Linked DNA regions of Bicyclus anynana: region 1 is linked to region 2. A link is a contact called in public Hi-C data. All regions are on one chromosome and are shown on one strand. Each heading gives the region's core, a stretch centred on a gene start, on an enhancer-like site or on the middle of the called end of the contact. The rest is flanking DNA. Distances are from core to core; before and after follow the strand shown. Region 1 holds the start of LOC112043449. Region 2 overlaps LOC112043482.

Region 1 (5,847 bases), core at 1,754-4,253, 100 kb after region 2:
AGCGAACGTTTTTGTTTCTTTTGTGAGAAACCCTTCATATCGGACCTCCCAACTAATTTTGATATAGGGCCCCAGCAAGGCACGCTACGCCACTGGTCTTCAGTCCACCTAGTGGGTGACCAGTACTACGCTTTCCGGTGCGGGGTCGCCATTCCAGCACCTTGGGTTTCCATCGTCCATCGGCTCTTCAAACTATATGCCCTGCCGATTGCCACTTCGCGACTCGCTAAGCTATGTCAGTGAATTTGGTTCTTCTACGGATCACCTCATTTCTGATTCGATCGCGCAGAGAAACTCCAAGCATCGGTCGTTCCATAGCCCTCTGAGTGATTTTGAGCGTACTTATGAGGCCTATCCTATTTGACCCTGCTTGGGCGACCGGTTTATCACCGATATGTACCTACGCGCGCGCGCTTGGTTCCCGCATGGTCGTCTGGTCGTCCACGCGTTCCCAATCGATTTACAATTTAATTTCAAATTAAATAGAGATAATTTTCGTATGAATTGAATATGAGGTTATTCTATAGTTAACGACCTTTGTGTGAAAGAGCTTGTAAACTAAGCCTATTTAAAAAAATTAATTTTGACTTTGACTTTGAACTATATCGCGAAGGAAATATCTGGAAAAACAAGTAGTAGGTAGTTAAGTAAATATTTATAACTACAACTGCAATCTTATACTTACCTACCTACTTGATTCGATAAGATATCATTGTTAGTATTATTATCTCTTGGTACATACCTATTAAGCTCTTTATTATTAGGTAACTACCTACTTACTTTACTCTTAAAATTTCTAATAAACGTCGTCGTTATCAACCAATATACGGCTCACTGCTGAGCTCGAGTCTCCTCTCAAAATGAGAGGGGTTAGGCCAATAGTCCACCACGCTGGCCCAACGCGGATTGGCAGACTTTACACACGCAGAGAATTAAGAAATTCTCTGGTATGCAGGTTTCCTCACGATGTTTTCCTTCACCGATTGAGACACGTGATATTTAATTTCTTAAAATGCACACAACTGAAAAATTGGAGGTGCATGCCCCGGACCGGATTCGAACCCACACCCTCCGAAATCGGAGGCAGAGGTCATATCCACTGGGCTATCACGGCTCTTCTAATAAACGTACCTACTTAATAAATAATACAGATCTATAATGAACCCTTACGGTTTAAGCAGTGCATGTATGTATCTATGGACTGCGCGGTACCGAATGAAACTTCCAAATATAATGCATCGCGTCTGCCCCTGTAGCCAAGTAGCACGTCGATTCTCTTTCTATGATCGCAAACGCTTCGAAGTGTTCGTTGATAATACTCCCATGATATGCGGGCGACGGGGTGGAAATACTGCGCGGGTGTGAAATCGTGCGTGCATCAGTCGTGGGTTTTTCATTCATCGCTACACGCCCACCGCCCCGCGCGCCAAATTGGGAGTGTTACGAACGAAGTTGTCAGACTATAATATATTTTGTAATTTCTTCTTGATTTTTAATTTGTTTTTTTGTTTTTTCAACTGAATAAAGGATTTTATTATTATTATTATTATTATTATTATTATAATACCATTCACCGACACGCACGCAAATATTCTGGTCATAACGTAGCGATGCAAGGGCTCCCGTTTCGGGGTACATAAAACGGCTTATGTATCCTGTGACGACATTATCTACGAGTCATAAATATAATATGCGCGTACTAGTCCATTTACTCGCGCTCAAAACCGACAAAATACTCGACATCTCTGTTTAATTCCCTCGCTACTTCCCACGCCACTCGTGCACTGTGCAGGGCGGGTTAGTAACAGTCCTAGCCTAGCACCATATTTACAGCCAACTCACGGAGTTGACCGTTTCTATGGCATTCTGGTATAGACGTTAGTGAAGTCGAGCGCGCAGGGGGCAGAGGGAAGGACTGCGCGGGCATGAAGTCGTGCGAGCGGGGCATCTCTACCCCCCTCCCGGCCCGTTTCTTCCCGGGAAGCGGGTGCCAATAAACGTTAAACGCCGTAAAAGTTGAAAACATTCTACTTAATAGGTCACTGTCATATTTATTATCAGCGAACGTTTTTGTTTCTTTTGTGAGAAACCCTTCATATCGGACCTCCCAACTAATTTTGATATAGGGCCCCAGCAAGGCACGCTACGCCACTGGTCTTCAGTCCACCTAGTGGGTGACCAGTACTACGCTTTCCGGTGCGGGGTCGCCATTCCAGCACCTTGGGTTTCCATCGTCCATCGGCTCTTCAAACTATATGCCCTGCCGATTGCCACTTCGCGACTCGCTAAGCTATGTCAGTGAATTTGGTTCTTCTACGGATCACCTCATTTCTGATTCGATCGCGCAGAGAAACTCCAAGCATCGGTCGTTCCATAGCCCTCTGAGTGATTTTGAGCGTTTTTTCAACTGAATAAAGGATTTTATTATTATTATTATTATTATTATAATACCATTCACCGACACGCACGCAAATATTCTGGTCATAACGTAGCGATGCAAGGGCTCCCGTTTCGGGGTACATAAAACGGCTTATGTATCCTGTGACGACACTATCTACGAGTCATAAATATAATATGCGCGTACTAGTCCATTTACTCGCGCTCAAAACCGACAAAATACTCGACATCTCTGTTTAATTCCCTCGCTACTTCCCACGCCACTCGTGCACTGTGCAGGGCGGGTTAGTAACAGTCCTAGCCTAGCACCATATTTACAGCCAACTCACGGAGTTGACCGTTTCTATGGCATTCTGGTATAGACGTTAGTTGACCCTCCATCCCCCGCTCTTGCCGAGGGTTAAAATTAAAAAGAGAACAAAGACAAACCTGTAGATCCTTCAACGTGTTCTGAATGTTCTCCTGCTGTGACCGCAACCGCCTCGGCAGTGTGAAGGCGGTGTGGAACAGACGTAGCATGATCCAGCACAGCGCCGCTAGAGCGCCGTATGTGAACATCGACTTCAGCATAGCCCAATAGTCCACGGACACTTCTTGATGCTTCATTTTTCTCTCTCTCCTCTTTTCTTGATGCTCTTTATTACTGGTTTAGCGGCTCTGAGTTCTAGCCCTTTTGAGCCTAGTATCACTTACTCTCAAAACACAATAAGATAGAATACAGGATTACCGATAATTGCCCAAAACAATTTTAATATCAACTCTCGAAAATATTATTCCAAGATTCTGTTTTTTAGCTTTTAGCTAGCTTTTTAGCTATCAAATTATACTCTTTCAGATATTAATAATTCATTGTAATTTTTCAATGAATCCAAGTTTTCAAGACAATGTTTCAGAGATATTTATTTGGTTTTACAATAATTTCAATTCAAAAAACACATCTTCTAAGAACCCACTATAACATTAAATATAGGAATTAGTCGAACTATATATCTGTACTTATATTTCTTGTTTAACGGGGCACATATAGTAACATTTCTATTTTTTGATACTGCGATGTACCTATTCGTTTTATGGCATTAAAATTTTCTTTGTAAAAATATAAGTACTAAACCGTAAACACCACAAAAAGACGATGCTCTTTAATGACAGTTGGTGATGGTAGTGACCCATTTCCTATCGATTCGCGGTGGACACGACGTACATACAAATTATTCATGTAGCAGAGGTCGCCAACAATTTCTGTAACGTGACGTTTTGAAAAAAAAATCACTACTCCCTAGTCTACTTATAATTTACTCAATACAAAACTTCAAACCAAAACACTAAACTAGTCATACAGGTCGTTTAGAAATGTTAATGCTTCCAAATAGGTCTGAAGTACTACGAATAAAACTTTTTAAATAGGTACCTACCTATACGGTACAGGAGAGGGGTAGCAATGCACTGCGCGCACGACTTCAGACCCGCTCGTACGACTTCAGACCCGCTCGTACGACTTCACACACGCGCAGTCCTTCCCCTCCCGCCGCCCGCATGTCATGGGAGTGTCATCAAAGAACTTGCCAAGCTATATAAAGTATGGCATTAACTAGGTACGTACATACTAGAGATGGGCCGAGTACTCGGTTGATACTCGGTACTCGGCGTACTCGGCGAATTTTTTGATACTCGTACTCGGCCGAATAACTCGGTCGGTGAATGCCAAGTATACCTTGTTTAAGAAAAGCATTATTTAGGTACATAATATAATTAAAACAACAGTGTTAATCAAAAAGTATTTATTAGTAATTTATGAAATCTTTGAAAATCTCAATTTAATTTAAATAAAATTAAAATTAAAGATTTAAAAGAACAACTGAGTTTCTCGTTGCTCTTTTCAACAGGAGACTGCGCCTTCTGAGCTGGTGGTAGAGTCACTACAAATAGTCAAACTTGACGTTTCAAAAGTGCTTGTAAACTAAGCCTACTTGAAAAAAACAATTTTGAATTGAATTGAATTAATCGGCCGAGTACTCGGTTGAAAAAAAATTGACCCGAATAAAACTCGGTACTCGTTACTCGGTAAAAGTGTTACTCGGCGCATCTCTAGTACATACAATACATATAAAAATTTAAAAATTTCGCACACGTTCAAAAATACAACTTCTTTTTTCAAGACATTAGAGGTCCAAAGAATACCAGCGTCTTTTTTAGACAGATTGTATTGGTCGCTTAGGTAGTCTACCTAAAAACCAACAGTTTGCGATATATGCGATCGATAGACAAGCAAGTGGCAACCGATTAAAATGGTTTCGTGTGACCATAACACACTGTAGAATCATAAACTACTTAAATTAATAATACTAGAATGGAAAGCGATAACTTTATTTTTATTCTATCTATAAAATTAAATCAATAACTTCTACTTAACCACAGGACGTCTATATACCACTTGTATATAGACGTCCTGTGGTTATAGGTCTTATATAGGTCTTTTTATAGTATCTGCAAAGTACTTGACCCATCTATTAAGTATGGGGCACATAGTTCAAAAAGCTTATGGAAGTAGGAGTCCCAAGATGCTGGAATTCCAAGTTGTTGGTAGACCCCCCCCACCAGGTGGACCGACGACATCCAGCGGGAGACGCTGAATGCTGGCGGCTCGAGACCGTGGTGTTTCGAAGTTCACACAACAGGCATATGTCCATGGACGTCCATCGGTTGATAATGATGATTATGATGACCTATAATTTTAATTTCTAGTTAAGCTTGCATATAATTATCATCACCATTTGATCCATTCCTGAAAATAGGCCTGAAATTCGAGATTTGTGAAAAATTGAATATCTCGCTGATATAATGAACATATGGAATTTTTCGAGTTCAAGGCCAAAAAAACATCGCTGAAATATGAAAGGTGACCCAATGCGGATTGCAGACTTCACACTCGTAGAGAATCAAGAAAACACTCAGATCAGCAGGTTTCCTCACGGTGTTTATCCTTCACCGTTTGAGACTCGTTATAATTTCTTAAAACGCACACAACTGAAAAGTTAGAGGTTGTCCAGATCAGATTCGAACCTACGGCCATAATCATAGAAGATAGAGATCATATCAGTGTCACGACTCTTAAAAAAAGGTTATTTGATATTAATTAGAAAAAAATAACAAAAACAGGTATTAAATAAACGAGTATTTTATATTTAAATAGTTTTTATAATATAAAAATTTACATGTTCAAACTGTACAGTGTAGGTAAAACGACTTGTACTAATAAACAAAAGTAAAGGCGGATTTACATTTATCTGACGTGTCGTGTCGCGACGCATCAGAACAGAATCGGTGTCATACATTTTGTATGGTAACGTTTACACTTATGTGTTGTGACATGTCGTGATGGCTTCTGATCATACAAAATGTATGAAATCGATTCTGTTCTGATGCGTCACAACACGACACGCCAGACAAATA
Region 2 (5,885 bases), core at 3,072-5,571:
CATTGCAGATTTCTCATATGCACGTTTATGAGACTTCAAAAAATAACATTAGTAATTATTTTTTGTTTTTAAAGTAAATGAAGATTAAGTGGCACCAAAGGTTCGCAATCTGGGTAGTTTACCCTACACTGTAATCTTTATTATCATAGAACTTTTAAATTTACAAAATATAATTAAAAAATATTATATAATACATAGAATTATAAAATTAATAGCTGTATTCGAAAATTAATAGTCTTTACCTTTAATTACTATAACAAAAATTATGTCGCCTACACACCGCCTGCGGCGTTTTATGTTGTTTAATGTGTCAAATGGGGCAAGTAAGTTGGCCAATACGTTCTACACATTGGGTAACATATTGGCCAATGTAATGGCCAACTTGAAATGTGGGCATTAGCGGGTATCTTACCAACCTACGAGCATAAATGTTTGTGGAAACAGACTGCGATTGCTTGATATTTTCCTTAGAATGCTGAGGGCCGGCTCATATCTAGTAGCGAGGCTCAATTATGTATTCTGTGACACAGTGTACTGAATTTCTGAAATTAGTTTCATTTGTCTAATCAAATGGTTATTGAAACTGCAGACGTTGAAATTTAAATTGTTCAATTTACTTTTACCCGTGAAGTCTGACACACTGCGTAGAATGTGGGCAGTGAAAAAATATCGAAATATGGTTATTTTGATGGTTTCAATAATTTTTTACTGTCTACATCCCCATGCGCGTTGCAGACTTGTAGATTTACGAGTACTTGACCGTGTGTGACTGGCATTAGAGTTTGAGGTATTTTGAAATACGTAATTTAATATGCATGTAATATAAAATTGACTTTATTTGTTAGTGAAATTTAATAGTGTTTGAATTAATAATATTGACTTAATATTTTACTTTTTATTACTATTGAACTTGAATATTTAAAACGTTTTATTTCGAAATCACAAGTTTATTATTTCATTTCTGTAAGTCTAGTAATATTTTTTTAATGTGTTTTATAGACGGTAGTATATTTCAACCTACCCACAGGTTATACGATGCGACTCGGTCCTCGGGTGAGTCAGTCATGTTTCAACCGCAGTTGAGAGCGGACATCCCTAATTATTATTATTGGTATGGGATTAAGTAATTTCTTGAAACTTAAGGTGCAAAGACACTACACAGACTATTTCAAACTATAATATTGTGTCAATTTAATATGGTGTGAAACTAAAAGTGACAGCAAAAAAAATATTGTTTTAAAAAGTTGCTACTACTCAATGAGCGTTGTGTTTATTTTCGCTGTATCTAAGTGTGTTGTGAAAAACGATGTGTCTAAGTAATAAAATATTGCTTTTCTATATCGAATAAATAAACTGTGGTGAAATTAATAAGCGATAGCGGAAGACCAAAGTGATTGAGCAGGTTCGAAACTGGTGTTTTTTGTATAATTATTTATAAATTATCGATAAAAAAAATTTTAATTCAGGGTTATTATGTCAAATACCGGGAGGATATAAAATTATTATGGTAAAATTAAAAATACTATTTTATTCATTAGATCCTCAATTATGAATTAATTGTAACGTTATAAAAATGTTATTTATAATGATGACTATAAACGAAATGGTGCACATATAAACGAAATCAAAGAAAGATCTACAAAATATCATGTACCTTTAATAGAGTAAGTAGGCATGTGAAACTTCTGCAAAAATCTTGCAGAAGTTTCAATGTTTATTTTGTTGTTATGTCCATAGCGCACTCTATGCTCTATGAGTCTATGACATAAAGTTCCGACTGTTTCGAATATGGAATTACGAAGTTGCCTATTTACTAATTGGTATTCTTCTGCGTGTTTCCTATTTTTTTCCAAGTTATTACATGAGATTTAGATAAATATGAAACGCCACATAACTTGGTTTAAAAGCTTTAGTTACTCACTTAATCCAGATTTCGATTTTTGACTTGAGTTTTAAAATCCCAATTATGCAACCCTTTCATAATCTGCAATTAATGATTTTGAACACACATTTCAATATGATTTTAGGTATTTTCAAAATAACCCTGCCCATTTTCACATCAATGGAATGGTCGTTAAGACAACCGGTCAAAGTAAAACACACAAAATACACTCAATAACTAGAATTATTACGCATAGAACTAGTGTCAATAAACGTACAAAGCTTTGACTCCACTTAACATCACTATTGTAGTTCTAAGCATAATAATTCTTTGCTCAATAACATAATTACAAAAGTTCCATCATGAACGTTGATCACCAAATGCCACTAATAGACAACCAAATTTTGGTCGGACCGTATTAGTCTAAAACTCAAAATTAAATGATGGCCGACAAAGCTGAGTCCAACTTTAGTTTAGACAAAATTCATTTATCATACACACGTAAATAACACGCAAGTTATTTACCGTACAATTTGAGCTTATATTGCGTGTATGAAAAAAAAAATATTTTGTCTATGTCTCCTGTTAATTACTTATAATACGGACAGCCATTCCAAATTTGAACACTGATTTGTTTAACTATACTTCTTTTCAAGTGTCTTCTTTATTTAACCTTTACCTTCATTCGGTATAGCTATACACACTGTCGCAGGTCTCTTATTGTCTTTGAACACCGTGGAAGGTGGGGCACTTCGCGATATCTCGTCTGTGGTGGTGAGCTTGCACTCTACCACGCGGTAGTTGAAAGTTGTGGGACCGCAATCGAAATCCGAATGCGGGGGCACCAAGTTTGGAATATTCTCGACTTTTGACTCGTCCTTGAATGGCGGGCAACTGGAAAATGAACACAAATACACATGATTAAATAGTAAAAGTGTGTAATATTTCGTTATTAATTTGTAGGCTTTGCTAGCGGATGGTAAAATAATATTACCTGCTAATACTTAATAGTGAGCCGTGATAGCCAAGATAATATGATCCCTGCCTTCGATTCGGAGGGCCTATATGCATTTTAAGAAATTAAGTATCACGTGTTTCAAATAGTCAAGGTAACATCGTGAATAAACCCCCATAACTGAGAATTTTCTTGTTTCTTTACGTGTGTAAAGTCTGCCAGGCCATAGGCCAGCGTGGCGGACTATTAGCCTAACCCCTCTTATTCTGAGAGGAGACTCGAGCTCAACAGTGAGCCGAATATGGGTTGTTCATGATGACTAATACTTATTATTGAAGTTATTATTCAACTTTAACATAGTTATCAATTTTATTAAAATAAAATCCCAAAAAAAAAATAACGCTAATGGCTTTATTATTATAAATTAATATACATATTTTACCTCATAGGCGGCGGAGTCGGTGATCGAGACAATGGGAAGCTAGCTACTTCTCTGGAGATCGCTAACGACTTGATCGATCCGAACGTCTGTTCGGGGCTTAAGGGCGCACCCAGTACTGACGCCATTCCTCTGCAAAGAAATAATGATACGATATGTTAACACACACAGCAGTAATTAGAGAAACTTTTAGGCTTTAGAGAAGATAGTTCTGCTGCGAGCAGATGCATTTTTATCGACAAAAAAAAGATGGAGGTTCTCGATTAAAACGTATGTCATACTTGACATTATTACGCGATTAGGTATGGTTCAAATTCAAAGGTATGTAACATTAGCGTGTTTAGCCGTGATTCCGTTATTTTACACTCGTCGATGAATCTTTCGCCAATAACGTGTTTATTCGATTTTTAACTTTGTTTATATGGAAACTTGGAAATCTTGCTTGCTTGCTCTTGCTATGCTATTGCTATGCATATCTTGCTATGGAAACACCGCTGTTACTTTACAGAATGCAGGCGCTGATGGCTCAAGCTATGGTAAAGTAAAGTAGTTGCCTAAGAATGACGGGCTTAGCATTTTGAAGGACATGGCTGTTTGCAAAACTGCAAAACCTGCGCAGCTGTCATAACGAAGGGCATATTGCAGCACGTCCGTAAAACGTATTCCTTACATATCCTGCGAAATGTTGCTCTGTATATGTCTAGTCGATGGTTTGCCATTAACCATAAGGTGTATCAATTGCTTGGTTTTTCATTAGTATTAAAAAAATATAGAAGCGTGCCACAATTGAATCTCGTCTGGTCCTTTACTAATCACGGGACAGCACTGTTAATCACACAACAGAATCTTTAGGCACTAAGAAGGGTGAGACAGCGCGCGCGGCGGGGTGTTTCGCCCTCGATCATGCGCCCTATTCCGACGACTGAACACTATGACAGTCATACTGCGCGTGCCGGCGACGCGGGCTCCGTGGTGCAAACAGCAGGGAAACTCTCCCTAGAGCATGCCTCCTACTCTGACCGATCACTATGATACTCACACAACAGAGTCGCTAGGCACTAGGAAGGGTAAAGGCGGCGGACAGGGTGCGTCGGCGCGCGCCGGTGACGCGGGCTCCGTAGAGCGCGGGCAGCGAGGTGTCTCACCCTCCTCGATCATGCCGAGCCAGCCGCGCAGCCAGCGCCATAGACCTCCTGGGCTACCTGGAATTTGAAAATGAATCTATTAATTTAAATTGTGGTGCGTGTATTAGGAGTCAAAGGTAGAGACGAAACATCTTAGCATGCCATGCATTAACCGAGCAGGTGTCGATCGGGTTGATTTTCAGAAAGAAAATCTCCGATCAGAGTTCGTGACCTTAGACTAATTTATTTAGGGTTAAGAAGCTCCATTCAATCGATGAACACTCCCCTTCTCCGTTCTTGTTGTTCTCCCTGCCCAGAGACGTTTCAGTCAAGGGCGCGTCTAGTGTTAAGCCATTAGTCTTGATACTTTGTAATTTTTGGGACCTGGGATTTTTCTACTTACTACTTTAAACCCATAGCATTATCTACGCTATATTTACTAGCATATTGAGTGTAAGATTTGGCGAAGGTATATAAAGTTTCTATGACACGCATCAGCATTCAGCTCAGACCAATTATAGTATAGGAAATGGCTCGCTAAGCGTTACTTTTCTGTCAAATATGATTAACGATCTAATGTAAATTTATAAAAACTGTCTCTATAGTATCGATGTTTCATAGTTGTAATCGTGTTTGTCGGTTAAAGAGCTCCGTATAATACTTTTTTGTGTAGTTGAATGTTGTAAAAAACAGGCAGAACCTTCTAATTTAGTATAAGATGTATTTCAAATATGTAAATGTTAACTATCCCTAAGAAATAAAAATAAAAAATAAAAATCTAAGCTCGTTTTTCTCAGAAAATGACAGACAATTTTGTTCGTGACTATGAGTGCGATACAGGTCCTTCTATAATTGGTCTGAGGTTTGAGGCCTTCATGCATACATGAGATGTACTCACGTGAATATTTCCTAGTGCTCTGCGGGCTGAGCGGGTAGAAGTCCCCGTGTATGGGGCAGTGGAACGCGAGCCGGCGCTGCCGGCGTTGGGCGGCGCGCATCAACATGCATAAGACTATTCCTGGAAATTAAAATTAGGGTTAGCATAATATCCAAAATCTGAAAATCAGCGCTATATATACCTGCGTAGTAAACAGAACTTGACAGAATATAAATTACATCATTAATTTACTCTTTGGTGCATAGATATAAATATATAATTTAAGTGAAGGAAAACATCGTGAGAAAACCTGCATGCCAGAGAATTTTCTTAGTTCTTTGCGTGTGTGAAGTCTGCCAATCCGCACTGGGTCAGCGTGGTGGACTATTGGCCTAACCCCTCTCATTCTGAGAGGAGACTTGAGCTCAGCAGTGAGCCGAATATGGGTTGATAACGAACATAGATATAAGTATACGAATTACATAAAAATGTATATACAAGACTGAAGTAAAACATCTTTTAAAAATAAAAAACATAGCGCCATCTATGACCCGCAGATATAACTTCATCGCAACAAGTACAAAAGGGATTGTTTCAGTGTTCTATAA

What was found. Hi-C and Micro-C count contacts between places; a contact is called where the count stands out from the background.
Region 1: a contact with region 2 is called in a Hi-C map of whole larva, with 3 times the contacts expected there. The contact joins the promoter of LOC112043449 here to the enhancer-like site in region 2. A contact is called at or near these places in 2 of 2 Hi-C or Micro-C datasets (whole body and whole larva).

What each region holds. Positions count from the first base shown.
Region 1 is chr12:3,505,861-3,511,707 of ilBicAnyn1.1, forward strand. It overlaps LOC112043449, which reads right to left and starts at 3,004. Exons shown (of 2, transcript XM_024078856.2): 1 at 2,827-3,004. The coding sequence starts at 3,003. It overlaps LOC112043481 (sorting nexin-4), which reads right to left. Exons shown (of 10, transcript XM_024078901.2): 10 at 5,557-5,847.
Region 2 is chr12:3,404,965-3,410,849 of ilBicAnyn1.1, forward strand. LOC112043482 reads right to left here. Exons shown (of 7, transcript XM_024078902.2): 4 at 5,299-5,418; 5 at 4,316-4,478; 6 at 3,280-3,408; 7 at 1-2,776. The coding sequence ends at 2,551. Among protein-coding and RNA genes, the nearest start is that of LOC112043483, 15 kb to the left of the region's middle. Within about 2 kb of position 4,322, at least 6 of the 8 cell types and tissues checked have open chromatin away from gene starts, as enhancers often do.